Regions from separate parts of the Sus scrofa genome. Here region 2 is linked to region 1. A link is a contact called in public promoter capture Hi-C data. All regions are on one chromosome and are shown on one strand. The core of a region is the stretch at or near the end of the contact, and the rest is flanking DNA. Distances in the headings are between cores, read along the strand shown. Region 1 holds the start of LOC100524554 (cytochrome c oxidase assembly factor 5). Region 2 holds the start of COX5B (mitochondrial cytochrome c oxidase subunit Vb).

Region 1 (7,901 bases), core at 3,140-5,639:
GACACCGCCTCATGCTGGCTTCTGTGATGCCTCTGGGATGACTGAAATTACTAAGTATTACTTCTATTTCTACTTCCTCACACAATTCACAGCATAATGTAGTTTCTCAAAAATATACTGAGTCCTTTTCCATTTAATTCAAATTATGGTGCAGATTCATACTAAAGGCACTAAACTCCCGGTTTCTGTGGCCCTGCAGATTCAATGCATTCAGGGCAGAATGCCAGCAACAGGCTATTTGTTTGAAAGCTTTATTGAAATTTTTCATATACCTTGTTTTTCACGAATATTTTGATAATGAATATATGACCTACATTAGTTAGTAGTATTCCTTTTTTATTTTGGTCACACCTGTGGCATGCAGAAGACAGAAGTTCCTGGGCTAGGATCAAGCCCAAGCCACAGCACTGACAAATTCTTAAGCCCTAGGCCACGGGAGAGCTCTAGCAGTGTTCTCTTGAGGCCAGATTTTAGAATTTCAGATCAATGATGTGCTGGATGCACTTACCACGTATAAAACCTATACTCTACTAGTCAGGTTATAAAGCAAAGTCAGAGGTTGGTATCGTCAGAGGTTAGTGTCTCAGAATCCTGCTTAAAATAATGACAGCTATCATTTACTGAGCGCATACTATCTGCCAAGGTGCTTTTCAGACCACAGTCATCTCAAATACCTTACAAATAGATGATTAGTGCCATCCCCCAAGACAGGAAATGGGGACTAAGGAGCTCACAGTAAGTGACTCAGCTGGCACTGGAACCCAGGTCTACGACCCCGGGTTCTAGCATTTTCTCTGATATACAGGCACCACCACTGGCCCCCTGCTGAGCTGGCTGGCACATCCACACCCTAAGCCCAGCATGCCAACCACACAGGAGCACTGCCCAGGGAGCAGACTGAAGAAACCAAACACTAGCTGTATACTCAGCATACTACCATTTTCACAGCAAACCTGAAGTCTGACAGAGAACCCGGTCAGTAAAACCTGCATGTGTGTCTCAGCAGGAAGGCACTGAAAGTTTAATAATAATTTAAAAAAAAAGGGAGTTCCCGTTGTGGCGCAGTGGTTAACGAATCCGACTAGGAACCATGAGGTTTCGGGTCTGATCCCTGCCCTTGCTCAGTGGGTTAACGATCCGGCGTTGCCGTGAGCTGTGGTGTAGGTTGCAGACGCGGCTCGGATCCCGCGTTGCTGTGGCTCTGGCGTAGGCCAGTGGCTACAGCTCCGATTGGACCCCTAGCCTGGGAACCTCCATATGCCGCGGGATCGGCCCAAGAAATAGCAACAACAACAACAAAAAAAGACAAAAAAAAAAAAAAAAGTCCTTTTTCAAGTGCACTTCACTTAATGTCCAAGGTTCAAAGTCAGATGCCATGACACAACCCTCATCTTACACATCTAGAAGTGACCCATGGACAAACGCAGCAGGAAATTGTGCCATCATCCAGACAACTTAAGCAGAACTGGCTAACTGCGTCTTATTTTTACAAAATCAGGGATTGTGTTAATATGACACAATCATTAGTTTGATTCACTTATTTGCTGCACTTTGACAAGGCAGATCCTTAGAGAACTTTCTGATGTAGGAACTGACACAGGAGGACAAGTTATAATGACCTTGGCTGCCAAAATGAGTGCTTTCAGTTCATCTATCTTGTTTCAATTTCCATTGGTTACTCTCTGAGGCGAGCCAACAGAGGCTCTACAGCAGCATCTGAAAAACCGAAGTTATGGTACTCACCACATTAACGTTGATATGAGCAGACCGACGCCTACGCAGTCTATGAACACAACCCAAAGGAGCAGCTTTATTGTCTCAAAAAATCCCATGTCCAGCACAAAGCCAAATCCTATAGTGGACACTGCAAGAAAGATTTATGAAATTCATTCAGGCACTGTGCTAGGTTCTGTGGATACAGGGCTTGTCTCTGCCTTTCAGATCCCAAAAGTATGTAATCAAAACCCCAAAAGTGTGTTTGATGTAACTGATTAAGAAATGCAGATCATCTGGGAACACAGAAGGGCCAACTGAGATATGTGAATTTTACCGAGGCCGCCCCCATCTGTCTATGGTTCACCAGAGTAGCCCCAATATACAGAACACCACCAGTGCTGAAAAGGCATGCATATACTCAAGTCCAGTTAGAGGTGAAAAAAATCCAACACCCCAAAGGTGGTTCAGACCCTTCCACTGTACCACAAGAGAACTTAAAAGTAGTTTCTCGAGTTCCCATCAGTGCTTTTACAACTCCCACTCTGCACTGGGCTGACCGCAAAATGCAATCTCTAAGCTCAATAGTCCTTTTTCACAGGAAGTTTGCATTTGGGTACCAGTTTCTTTATCATGGTAGTTGAAAGACATGGAACGGAGTGCCCGTTGTGGCGCAGTGGAAACAAATCCGACTAGTATCCATGAGAATTCGGGTTCAATCCCTGGCCTCACTCAGTGGGTTAAGGATCTGGCATTGCCATGAGCTGTGGTATACGTCACAGACGTGGCTCGGATTCTGTGTTGCTGTGGCTGTGGTGTAGGCCAGCAGCTGTAGCTCGGATTTGACCTCTGGCCTGAGAACTTATGTATGCCTCAGGTGCAGCCTTAAGAAAAAAAAAAAAGACATGGGGTGACTCTGTCCTCTGCTTTTCAAAGTTCTGAGGAAACAGGTTACTCTGGCATCTGCTTGGGACCTTCAGAACCAGGAAGAATACCACTTTCCGTCTTGTGAGATTTGTGAGGCTCCAGAAAGGCAGAAACAGTTTCAGAGATCCTCAAATTGTGACCTGTGACATGATGATAACAAAAGACTCTCGAAATGACAAGTCCGACCTGAAAGACTCAATTTATTCTTTAACTTTATTGCAAAAAAACTAACACTTACCACAGAGCCAGACACTTAATAGGACCAAGAAAGCAGGGTCATCTCTGGCCCACTGATCCTTTGTCTGCTTTCGGTAATGGAAGTTTCTGTAAACTCTCTGTGGGGACGTGAACAGGTAGAGCATTTGCCAGGCTGCAAACTCAAAGTCCATTTGCCGAAAACGAAAAAGCCTGCGCAGGTATTTGTAGCGTTTTGCTCCAGCTGTGTGCCTCGCTGCATCCCTGGAATTCAGTGCTCCATTCCCCTGGGATAGGGAATTCACTGAAGTACTTGGTAACATCTTCCTAGATGGAAGAGAAAAAACTCTTTTACAAGTTATCCGAAGGAATGGCTGGCTAGCACCCCTCTTCTGAATTATTTAGGTGGGAGATCACTTTACATTTGGGCTCGGATCCTTAAGAAGAGGGCTTAAAAGGGGATGCAGGTGGTTTTGAGGCCGGTTTGGGGGCTGGAGAACTGATTACACTTCAGGCAAGGGCTGCCCCACGCCCTTCTGAACTGTTACACGGTCCATCCATTCCCCACACTTCGCTTCCCTAGATCCTCAACCACGGTCCCAGCGAGCTACTGCTGAGAGCGACAACGGAGGCGCTGGAGGATGAAGTGACCCTCTTAAGAGCAGAGCTAGTGTTGGAAACAAACTTCCAACTCACGTACTCTGGCTCAAAATTCCACCCTTCAATTTTTGCTCTTAACCAACTAAGGCTTTTAGGGGAAAGCCTTTGCTTAAGCCAAACAGAAACCATGTTATGGACGAGGTAAAATAAATGCCCTATCAGACAGGTCCATCAGTGTATAACCAGCACGTAATTCATTCCCTAGAATGTGATGTCAAAACAAACCAAAACTCCAAAGTAAGTGGTTTAGGTGGGGAATGACAGCGTGGGAGTCCAGCCCCCACGCTCCGTGCCAGCAGCTCAGTGCCCAGTTTCACGCCCCAGGCCACCGGGACGCCAGCAGCGCCTTCCAGGCCCAGCTGCTTCCCGCTGACCCGGGCCGCGGATAGAACGGCCAGATTAAGCATAAAAACACTGGGCGCCCAGTTACATCTGGATTTCAAATACAGGAGTAATTTTTAGTATAAGCAGGTCCCAAACACTACGTGGCACATACGCATAGCAAAACATTACTGAATTATCTGAAATTCAACTGTAACTGGCCTCCTTGATTTTGCCTGGCAGTCCTACCACAGGCCGAGCAGCCGGACCTGGGCGCGGTCACTCTAGGGCCAGGTGACCCAGGGCAGTGAGACGGCAGAGGAAAAGGCCCGGGGCGAGCCCAAGACGTGCGCGGAACCGACGATCGGCAGGTCTCACCTAGAGCCCCGCGGCGACCTCCACCCGCTCCAAACTGACCCAGCACATCCGCGCAGCAGCCGAGCTCAGCAGCCGCTGGACCAACTTCCCTTTCAGCAACGTCGGCGACGCTGGAGGCGCACCACGTCACGTGACCCAGTTTCGCCGCGCGTGCGCAAGCGCGGCCTCTGGGTCTCGCCCTCCAAAGCGCGCTCGCCGGAAGTGGTTGCTGCCGGCTTCCGGTTCCGCCCTGTGCGGGGTCGCTGGCGTCTTACCGTGTCGGGCTCGGTTGCAGACTCGTGTGTGTCCCGGCCGCGGCGGGCGGGAGGCGCGGTCATGCCTCGGTATTACGAGGACAAGCCGGAGGGCGGCGCGTGCGCGGGCGTGAAGGAGGACCTGGGCGCGTGTCTGTTGCAGTCGGACTGCGTGCTCCAGGTAGCGCGGCCGGGGGCTCGGGGTGACCGAAGCCCGAAGCGGGAGGCGGGGCCGGCGAAGGGCCCCGCTCAGGCCGCTGGCGGTTAAAAGACGTGCCTCTGAGTTCTCCGACCTGGGTATTGAGCGCCGCAACAACTTAATGAATTTGGGCAAATCCGCTGTCTAAGCCTCACTTTCCAACGGTGTGAAATTGGAGATAAAGATACCTCCCTATTGGTTTTTGTAAAAGGGAAACCGTTTCAGTTGCGAAAATAGGCATTGAATGCTGCCACTCTGCTAGGTTTTGGAGGCATGAAGGAGAATAGACAGGTTTCCTATTCAACTGATAAGAATCAGTAAGTTAGAGCTTGGCACACTGTGTTGGCTAGTAGCTTCGTTTTTCTCTGTTCAGTTGTGGCTGAAAAGATACTATGTTTTGCCTTGTGTTGGTTAGAATTTGTTGTTGAGCTGGAGTTCCGTGCACTCCTGGGTAAGTTGTAAGCGCCTTTTCTCCACTTTGTATCTTAGAGCTCCCCCTACTGCTGGTTTTGTGCGGTAATGGAAGGTTATTCTCAGGTTTTTCCGTCACTACAGCCACAGCTCTTCTCAGGAGCCAATTTGAATGCAGTGGGTTTCAGAGCTGACGGGGGAGCTGGGTTCTGGCCTGAAAACCAATTAAAGCACAAAAACATTTTCCAATTAAAACAGCCTGGTGAGAGGGTAGTCAGTAATTATTTTTGCATTTGGAGATATGATTTCAGAAAGTTGCCCTCGGAGTTCCCATTGTGGCTCAGCGGGTAACAAACCCGACAAGTATCCTTGAGGCTCGGGTTCCATCCCTGGCCTTGCTCATTGGGTTAGGTATCCGGCGTTGCTCTGAGCTGTGGTGTTGGTCCCGGACTCGCCTCGGATCCTGTGTGGCTCTTGATTCGACTCCTACCCTGGGAACTTAAGTGTGCCACTCGTGGGGCCCTTAAAAAAAAAAAGAAGAAGAAAAAGGTTGCCCTTATTTCAAAGAAAAAAATAACTACCCCCAGAGGTTATATCAGGTGTTTCTACTGATTTCTGCTTTACGTTTGGTTCCCTGATTGGGGCGGTTGGCCAGACTGGCCTCCCGGTGTCTGGTAAAACTTCAGAGCAGATATGAATGTAAGAGATTATCTGTACAACTTGGTCATTCAGCTGAGGAGACTGAGGTGCCCTGTCCCCGGCTGTTTCCTTCCTGCTGCTTCATTGGTGCATGTATTCAGGCAGCTCCTAGTAAATACCTACTAAGTGGCAGCAATTATACCAGGCACAGGTGATGCAGAGATGAATTAGTTACAATCACTACCTGCATCGGCTTGGTCTGATGGGAAGAACAGATGTGTAAGGGGCTAACTTCCTGTGATAAGGGTAATGTAAGCAATTAGGAAATCTTGTTTAATGGGTAGGGGAGGAAAATGCCTTGGGCACCCAATGGAGAGCAACTTACTTGGAATTTGGAAACTTGTCACGGATGAGGTGATATTTGATCTGAGCCTTAAAGATTGAGTAGTGGTTTATTAAGTAAAGGAGTGGGGGCTGTGGAGGTTGTGGGGAGAATCTGAGAGAACAGCATTGCAGAAACAGGGAGGTGTGGGGGCGCTATGGGGAGCTGGCGCCATGCTGGCCTGTAGCCTGGGCAACGTGACCTGAGGCTTGAGTGGAAGGTCACCATGTGTGAAGGCTCTTGTGTGTCAGAGTGAGGAGCTCGGGCACAGAGCAGGACTGAGGAAGGAAACTCTGGAAGTGGCAGAGGAATACTGGTGGCTAGGAGAATAGGAAGTTGGTTTTTTGCCGTGACTGGTTGATTTAGCAAACATTTGAGTGACAAGTCTAATTCAGAGGGCACACAGCTGAATGGGACACATTTGCCTCTATGTAGTAATGGGATCTCTGGGAAGCTTGAAAGCTGTAGGCAGAGATAAGGACCAGGACACATGGCACAGACATTACTTTCCCCCATTGAGTGTGTGGCCTTTTTGTTGCTGAATTGGGTTGACTAGGAGAATGTGATGTTTAAAACAGTCTCTTAAATGGAAATGCATTTATAGTTTGTTAAATTCATCCTGAATGGTCACTTCAGCTGGACTATAAAAGGGCAATACTGAGGCAGTTCTTGTTATGCAAATCCAGGTTGATAGCCTGCCTTCTTGGATGGTGTCACTGGCAGCTCCAGCCCAGCACTTCCTACTAAGGATACATGACCAAGGGAGGTTCTGCTGAGGTTTGTGCCTGCTCTTGTATGGCCACCTAATTTATGATACATACGGTTTTTCGATTCTTCAGCTCCCTGAATAAAGAATTACTGTGATCTCTCGGCAGATGATACCAAAGTCTCTCCTGGACAGTCTATCCCACCTGAAAAGCTGCTGGACCATGTGTTAGGGAGGAATTCAATATAAACTGTTTAGTTCGAGGGCTGCAGTGAGAGATAGTCAAGGAAATAAAGGGGCTCAGAGAAACTCAGGGTAATGGTGATAGGGATGTAAACTCCAGTGGGGCTGGAGAAGAGAAGCAAGGAAAAAGCAGGTTCAAAAGGCATCTCTTGGAAAAACGTCTTTGATCTCACAGGATTTTATGACTCCTGGGAGATCAAACAAGTTAAACTATGCCCAAGGAACTCAGTTACAAGTTAACTCCTTTCTGTCTCCATTAACAGCTTCCAGACCTTTGGCTTTTCATCACAATCACCTGTAGATGGGGGTGGAGCACTTAAAAGTACAAATTCCTGGAGTTCCCATTGTGGCTCAGCGGTAACAACCCAACTGGTGTCCATGAGGATTCAGGTTCGATCTCTGGCCATGCTCAGTGGGTTGAGGATCTGGTGTTGCTGTGAGCTGTGGTGTATGTCACACGGCTCAGATTCTGTGTTACTAAGGCTGTGGTGTAGGCCAGCAGCTACAGCTCTGATTAGACCCCTAGCCTGGGAACTTCCATATGCCATGGGTGCAGTCCTAAAAAAAATACAAATTCCAACTATTCTCATCTCTCTTACAAATTAAAAAGTGGCCCAGGTTGACTTTGGGCACAGCCATGTTTGGGAACCACTGAGCTTGACCACACAAGCTTGGAAGTGTGTTAGTTAGGTTATAGGTTCAGATAAATGTTACAGAGACCCAGAATAACAGTGGTTTAAACAAGATAGAGAATTCTCTCTTTTGCTCCTGTGCCTATAAGCAGGATCTAGTCTAATCCATGGACACTGTTGATCTGTGGTCTCAGGGGCTACAATGGGAGGCAAGATGTTACTCTCACACCCATGGTCAAGATTGCCTTGCTTCCTCATCATC
Region 2 (7,901 bases), core at 2,456-4,955, 960 kb after region 1:
AAGAGATACAAATCTCTATTTATAAGGGGTATACTATACAGCATGAAGAATATGATCAATAAGATTATAAAAACTTTGTATGGGGATAGATGGTTATTAGACAAATGGTGATAATCATTTCACATTGTATGCAAGTATCAAATCACTGTAGTACAACTGAAACAATACAAATCATTTTAAATCATAAAGATACAAGGTGAGCTTGGAAATGAAGGAGGAAGACAGGACCAGACAATGATGTGGGGGGTCAGAAACCTACTCTAAGCAGCTTTGATTAGAAAAGGAGACAGTATACAAGGAAAGAAGTTGCAGGAGGTGGGCCAGACGGAAGGGCTTGGGGGCAGCACGAAGCAGTCTTCTTAACATAGTGACTAGCAAACTGTTGTTGATAAATAGCATTTAAGGTGGGAGTGGTAGGTGTTCTATTAACACCTAGAGGTGTTATTACCATCTAGATTTAATAGAGGTGTTCTATTAAATTAAATCTATTAACCTATTAAATTAAATCTATCCCTACCACTCCCACCTTAAATGCTATTTAGGTGTTTCTGGTCCCAAAGAGAACAGGCTTGAATGAAAAATAAATGCTTGGGCATTTCCTGGAAATGAGATGAGTCAGGAAAAAAAGCAGTTGCTTGTACCTTTGAGGTAAGACAACATGAAGAGCTTTTCTCTCCCATTATCAATTCAACTTAAATGTCTGGTTTGGATCAATTTTGTGGCAACAGTAACTAAAGCCACCTCTATGGCTAGTCCCACAACAAAATGGAAAAGTACTATCTCCATTTAACAAATAAAAATAGCTTTTGAGAACTTCATTGTCCAAGGTGCCAACAAGTATAAAGTGATTGAATTGGGGCTTTTGTTTCTCTCAAAATTTTGTGTTTTATTATGCTAAAGTTCAACAATACACAAAAGTAGAAAGAACAACCCCTCTTGCCCCAGGCTACAATGGATCAGACACACTCCAAACTACTTTCTTCCTTCTGTTTGTTTGAAGGCTGTACCCTCAGCATATGGAAGTTCTCCAGGCCAGGATAGAATCATGCCAAGGCTGCCAGATCCTTAAACCCACTGCACCAGGCCGGGGATGGTACCCAAACCTCTGCAGTGACCAGAGCCACTTCGGTTGGATTCTTAGCCCACTGCATCATGGCAGGAACTCCTTCCTCACTCTTTTAAAGCTGATCTTAGCCATATTTCACCTCAGTATGTATTGCTAAAGCATTAAAAAACAAAAAAATTCCGTAACACATCTAAAATTTAGTAAGCCCCTAAATCTTGGATTTTTTACAGTTGGTTTTTTTCAAATCAAGATTCAAACAGTCCACACATTGCTTTTGATTGGTATCTTCCTCATGTCCATTTCACTTGCTAAGTACTCCCCTTTTTTTTCTCCCTATAGTTTATTTGAAGAAACTGGTTGCTGGTTTCTAGAACTGTCCCATATTCTAGATTTTGCTGATGGCATCCTCATGAACTATGCTTTAAACCTGGGTCCCTTAAGACTTCAAAGCCAAAACTCTCCTCACAAGGCCACTCTGTCTTTAGAACAGCATAAGGACCTATCTGCCAGGCTCTTTATATACTCCTACAACCTTACAAGATACTTATCCTTTCTTTTTTTCTTTCTTTTTTTTAATGTGATCCATCCCAGAGAACATGTCCCCAGTGATAAAGCTAAATGATGGAGTGGAGCCAGTTCTACAAGTCCAGCCAGCCTGCTTCCACAGCCGGTTTGCCCCTTGCCAGGTGGTTCCTATCACTGCATTAGGGATTGGTAATCTCAGTGTACACAGTGGATGGCAAGCTAATACGAATAGACAACTACCTCTGATATAAGAATTACCCATACCCTTCTAGAAATACAGGAAAGAAAGAAGACCAGCCAGCCATGGGAGGAGGAGCCAGTGTAATGGCTAGTCTTTATTGGAAGAAACTTGCCAGCGCATCTTGAGTGTGTTAGTGCAGGGGCTCAGTGGGCCAGCTGGTGCGACACCAGCTTATAATGGGTTCCACAGCTGGGGCATCGCTGGGTCTCGCCTTTGTGCACCCAGAACCAGATGACAGTACTGTTGTCTTCTTCACCTGAAAGAACATAGGTGGTTGAAAGCTATCCAGCCTAGAAGAGGGGACTTTCAACATTAATCTCTTCTCTTCAGACACCTCTGAGACACAAAATTATGGCTGACACTGCCTAACAGGGTGTCTAGCAAAGGAGAAATACAATAAACACTTTCTAGATGAATACTCCTTCCTCATACTGCCTTTCCAATAAGGCAGTATTTTTTTCTTTTTTGCTATTTTTTTTTTTTTTATTAGGGCTGCACCTAATAAAAACAGCATATAGAAGTTCCCAGGCCAGGGGTCAAATCAGAGCTGCAGCTGCTGGCCTATGCCACAGCCCCAACACCAGATCCTTAACCCACTGAGCGAGGCCAGGGATCAAACCCACATCCTCATGGATATTAGTGTCTTGTTCATAACCCACTAAGCCGCAACAAGAACTCTCAATGAACCAATATTATTTATGTTCCAGGCCTCTCTCCCGTAAGGATCACCTACTCAAGCAGAGGGGTATGAGAGGGCCAAGACCCTTATAACAACTTATTTATACACACACAAAGCACAAGATATGAAAGAGCTTACAGACCTGTATAGTGGGCTATATTAAATGGGTAAGAAAATAGTGTTGAGGTACTTACAGATGCAGCCCACTATCCGCTTGTTGGTGATGGAGGGGACTAAATTAGGGTCTTCCTTGGTACCTGAGGCTGCCTTTGGGGCAAGTATATTGTATGGGTCCTGAAAAGACAAAATAAGAATCCATTATGCCAAATGACTCCTACCTTCTAGGGGTTAGCGGTATTGTTCCCACATGCCAGGTTTCCAGGATCAGTGAGGCCCAGAGAGGAGACTACTCTGATCCCATCCAAAACCATAAACTCCTAAGAAGACATATAAAGTTTCTCCTCACCAGTCCCTTGCGGGCGGCCATCATGACCTCCCTCTCCAGCCCAGTCGCCTGCTCCTCATCAGTAGGAACACCACCTGAAGAAAATATGGTAATTACCATGTCGTCTGAAATGATCACGATGGAAAATGCACATACGCAAACTGCTGCATATAGTTTTAGTGGGCTTATTGTCCCCTAAAGACCGGAGTCATGATACCCGAAAGTGGCAACATGGGGTGATCTTCACTTCCTTCGGCCACGGAGGCCGTTTTTCGACACATTTTTTTCCTAAAAGCAGGTTAATCAGAGTCCTAGTGGAATACATCCAACTTGAGATACGCGCGGGTCTAAGGAGGGGCTTAGCCCCACCCCCCATGTCCTGGCTGCAATCCCTGCCCATCAAGGTCATCTAGCATTTCAGTTAAGGATTCTTTGGCAGCGGGGTCAGTCTGGTGGTCGGCAGCAACGGCGGCCCAGGGTAACAGGGAGACGCCTGTGGAGCCTGAGGCCTTCGGGGCCAAGGGGCAGCCACTGCGGCCGCGAGGTACTGAAGGCTGTCCCCCGCCCCGCTGCCCCCACCACCCCGAGAGAGCAATGGCACGGGTCCCTGGCGCGCCGGGGGGGCCTAGTACCTCCAGATGCCATAGACCGCACAACGGCGACTCCATTGGGACCTCGGGCCCTCAAGGTCTGCGCGGCTAGCGCTCCAGCTCCACGGAGTAACCTTGAAGCCATCACGCCCGCTACAAATACCAGCACTTCCGGTAACAGGCTCCTGAGGTGCAGGGACTTCCGGGGGAGGGCTGCTTTCTGCGCAGAGTCCGCCTTCCGCTTCCTCCGGCCCCTAGACCGCCCCCCTCACGTGACTCCTCGGGGCGGCGGGGGGGGCGTTGGGGCAAGGCCTGCGCTTGCGCACCTGTGCCTCACTGCCCCGCCTTGCAGCCCCGAGGGCATGGAGGCGGTCACGGTTTCAATTGCAGGCTTCTGGGGGCTTTGCCCTTTAGTAACGCTCGGATTTGGTGCAACTCGTTTTACTTCCGTGGGACTCAGTGCCCCGCAGGTCAATGGAAAACCACGCTGGAGCCGATAGTTGTGCCGAGTAAACGTGGAGCCTGCTGACGGAAAACATTAAGCCTGCGTCGCTCAAGATACTTGCTGGATCCCAAAAGGTCCAAATTTAGGAGTAGGCTAGTTGTGGTGCTGGTTCACCTGGCCGTTTGTGAGCCACTGCGAACTTGTAACCCAGCCTAGGAGAACTTGAGCAGGAGCTCCCCGCAGTCCTAACGTCAGCTTCTTGTTACGGTGGTTTTGAGGTGATGAGGTTCAGGCCTGAGGCGAGGCTGGGGTGGCAGGGGAAGGGACGGTCAAATTGTGGGCCCTTCCTGGGAGCCAGGCCCTTGATGATATGGGGTAAGGTAAAGGGGTGGTTGCATTGGGAGGCTGTTAATTAAGAAGTTAAGGGAGGGAAGCAGGAAGCGGAGTTGGTGACGGGAAATGGAGCTCCAGCTCCAGAACGTACTGGGGCGAGTTCTCTTGTTTAAAACTGAAAACTTTTTGGCCTGTTTTTTGGTTTTGGCCCGGGTCTACAGCATGTGGAAGTTCCCCGGCCAGGGATGGAACCCATGCCAAAGGAGCGACCCAGGCTGCTGCAGTAGTACTGCTCGGTCCTTAACCTGCTGCACCACAAGAGAACTCCTAAAAGCTGAAAATGTCTTCTGTAGCCGCCCCCATTGCCCCGCAAGCTGAGGTGTGCAAGTTTCTGTAAACGCTGCCTTGTATGGATGGGCTCCTAGGAACTAGTTCCTGCTGTCGGTGTAGCCCTGTTACAGACTGGCTGCATGCAGCATCTTTTTCCCTATTGGGTAGAAAATTCTTTCACAACAGAAATTTTGCTCTATTCATCTTTGGATTCTCTGCCTTGCAGAGGTCTGACATATGGGATCAAGTAAGTTTTAGTAAGTTTAATTCTTGGTGAGAATATACAGAATCAGTATTGAGGGCCTCTCCTGGCCCATTGAGGTAAATTTGAGGTAAATTGGGAAGGGTTGAAATCCCAGGTATTCCCACTCGTACTGTGCAGGTTATATTTTCCAAAGGATCTGGTGGAGCATTCCTTCACATGAGCACAGCTGGTCTTTGTGGCTGCCCCTCCATCAAGAAGAAAATCATCTGTAAAGCCAAAGATGGTTTTGTTTTTTTTCCCTGGTCTTGTGGAAGTTCCCAGGCCAGGGATCTGGTGGCCTATGCTACAGCTGTAGCAATGCCAGGTCCTTAACCTGCTGTGTCACAAGGCAACTTCTGGCCAAAGATGACTTGATCCTCTTTAAAGGTGGGCTTTGCTTTGAATGGCTTCCGCTGTTACTCCCTTCACCCTTACCTTCACTGCAACCCCTCCAAATTAAATTGGAAAAGAATTGCTGTAAGTCCTAGCAATGTTCCCCAAGAATCTGTAGTTGATTTGTACCTGTGCTTAAATGTTTAATGCTAGAAAAAAAAGCATCTGGTCTTGGGAACAGGTGTTCTGGGATGGAAACCCACCAGCTAACTCAACCTTTTTTTTCTTTTGGACTCCATTTCCCCGTCTTAATTGACCACTCTTCCCTAAGAAACACCTACTAACCCGACTCTCAGCAGACTAGTGAGAAATTCAGTTCTGCCTGATCATAAGATGGCTTATGGCTATAAAGTGGAAATAGAGTTTAGGCTTGTTTCTCGATCTCCCAGGAGCCTTGCCTAATTGCCTGGGATTATTCAGCCTATGCAGGTGAGCTCCAGTAGTGAGGCCAGGTTCTGGGCCAACCGAACCCACACCCTGCTGCCTCCCAGCTCCTACCACCCTCCCCTTGCACCCATATCCCTGAACGTCTCCTTGAGAAACAATTTGGCTTAGAAAACAGTCTCCCACTGCTTCCTGCTCCATCATCTTTGCCAAAACCGTAAACTTGTATTGAGTATTATTTTTTACTTTTGTGGAATAAATCTTAGTGGTCAAAACAAATGCTCATTGTAATAAGTCAGACAACATATATGTTTAAGGAAAATGTTAATTGTTAACAGTTTTGTGTTTATCTTTTTTTCTCCTTTGTATCTGCCAGAGTTTTTCAACTTTAGTGCCATTGACATCTTGGACTGGAAAATTCTTTGCAGGATGTTGAGGGGGGAGGTGCTTTCCTGTGTGCATTACAGGATGTTCAGCATCTATGTCATTAGCACTCCCCAGTGGTGACAACCAACAATTTCTTCAGCCATTATCACATGTCCCCCGGAGGGCAAAGACATCTCTGATTGAGAATCATTACTCCTTTTGCCTATAGCTATTTTCGAACAAATGCCCATAGATGGCCTGTTTCTTAAAAATATACAGAAATGTAGGAGTTCCCGTCGTGGCTTAGTGGTTAACAAATCCGGCTAGGAACCATGAGGTTGCAGGTTCGATCCCTGGCTTCACTCAGTGGGTTAAGTATCCAGCATTGCCGTGAGCTATCGCAGCTCGGATCCCGCATTGCTGTGGCTCTGGTGTAGGCCATCGGCTACAGCTCCAATTGGACCCCTAGCCTGGGAACCTCCATATGCCGCAGGAGCGGCCCTAGAAAGGCAAAAAGACAAAGAAAAAAGAAAAAAAATATATATGTATATATAAATGTAAATATAAAATAGAAAAACATCACTGCTCTACAGATTATGAGTAAGTTGCTTGTTCCAATTTAAAATATTTTGTGGTTGGAGTTCCCATTGCGGTGCATCGGAAATGAATCTGACTAGGAACCATGAGGTTTTGGGTTCAATCCCTGGCCTTGCTCAGTTTGTGAAGGATCTGGCATTGCCGTGAGCTGTGGTATAGATCACAGATGCAGCTTGGATCCTGCATTGCTGTGGCCATGGCGTAGGCCAGCAGTTGTAACTCCAGTTTGACCCCTAGCCTGGGAACCTCCATACGCTGTGGGTGCAGCCCTAAAAAGCAAAAAAAAAAAAAAAATTTGTGGTCATCACAGATCAATAGGTAGAGATCTTACTCATTTTATGTAATTGCTGCATAACATTCCCTACTATGAAAGTACTACCTATAAGTTTATCCAGACATTTTCCCTGTGATGAATACTGAGATGGTTTCTATTTTTTTGCCTCTCAAACGATCAAGAGGGGCAATGCACATCTGTAGTCCTGTATTCTGGAGCCTCCATTTCTGAGGAATAGGGTCAGAGGGTGTGTGTATCTCAAACATAGCAATAAGTTGTGCCAGATTGTTTTCCCCAAAGTTTAGAGCAGTTTGTGCCACCAGGAGGGCATGTGAGTGCCAGTTCTTGCCTCCACAAGTGAGGGTCATCTGCCTTTTGTCAGGTCTTCCCACAGTTGGATGAAAAATGAGATGCTCTTGGACTTTGCAGTTCTGTTCCCTGACCTCTAAGGCAGCTGAGCTTCTTTTTATAAGTTTCTTGATTATTTTCATTTCCTCGACTGCTGGGCTCAGTTTCATTTTCTTTTCTTTCTTTTGCTTTTTAGGGCTGCACCCTCAGCATGTGGAGGTTCCCAGGCTAGGGGTCTAATCGGAGTTGTAGCCACAGGCCTGCACCACAGCCACAGCAACTCAGGATCCGAGCCGTGTCTGTGACCTATACCACAGCTCACCGCAATGCCAGATCCTTAACCCACTGAGCAAAGCCCAGCATCGAACCTGCGTCCTCGTGGATGCTAGTCGGGTTTGCTAACCGCTGAACCACTACGGGAACTCCTGACATAGACATTTTTTAATTGGCTATTATTTTGGTAGATAGTTTATGTAATTGATTTGCAGAGACTCTGAATGTTAGGAGGGGTATATTGAATCCATTCCAGGGGCCAAGGCTGGTCACTATGCAAGAGCAAAATGAAACATGGTTTCTGCTTTCAATCCATCACAAAAAAGTGGAAGGTGGAGGCTGTTCTTCACTTGGGCCAAGTTCACAAA

The links. Promoter capture Hi-C pulls out the DNA fragments that hold promoters and counts their contacts.
Region 2: a promoter capture Hi-C map of liver shows a contact between it and region 1, with 4 times the contacts expected there. The contact joins the promoter of COX5B here to the promoter of LOC100524554 in region 1. A contact is called at or near these places in 1 of 5 promoter capture datasets (liver) and 1 of 47 Hi-C or Micro-C datasets (liver).

Annotation. Positions count from the first base shown.
Region 1 is chr3:55,672,653-55,680,553 of Sscrofa11.1, forward strand. It overlaps LOC100524554 (cytochrome c oxidase assembly factor 5), which reads left to right and starts at 4,390. Exons shown (of 3, transcript XM_005655200.3): 1 at 4,390-4,608. The coding sequence starts at 4,510. UNC50 (protein unc-50 homolog) reads right to left here and starts at 4,343. Exons shown (of 7, transcript XM_013987864.2): 1 at 4,195-4,343; 2 at 2,879-3,162; 3 at 2,709-2,780; 4 at 1,744-1,864. The coding sequence starts at 3,158.
Region 2 is chr3:56,628,402-56,636,302 of Sscrofa11.1, forward strand. It overlaps COX5B (mitochondrial cytochrome c oxidase subunit Vb), which reads right to left and starts at 3,706. Exons shown (of 4, transcript NM_001007517.1): 1 at 3,589-3,706; 2 at 2,978-3,051; 3 at 2,706-2,805; 4 at 1,896-2,088. The coding sequence starts at 3,691. The coding sequence ends at 1,976.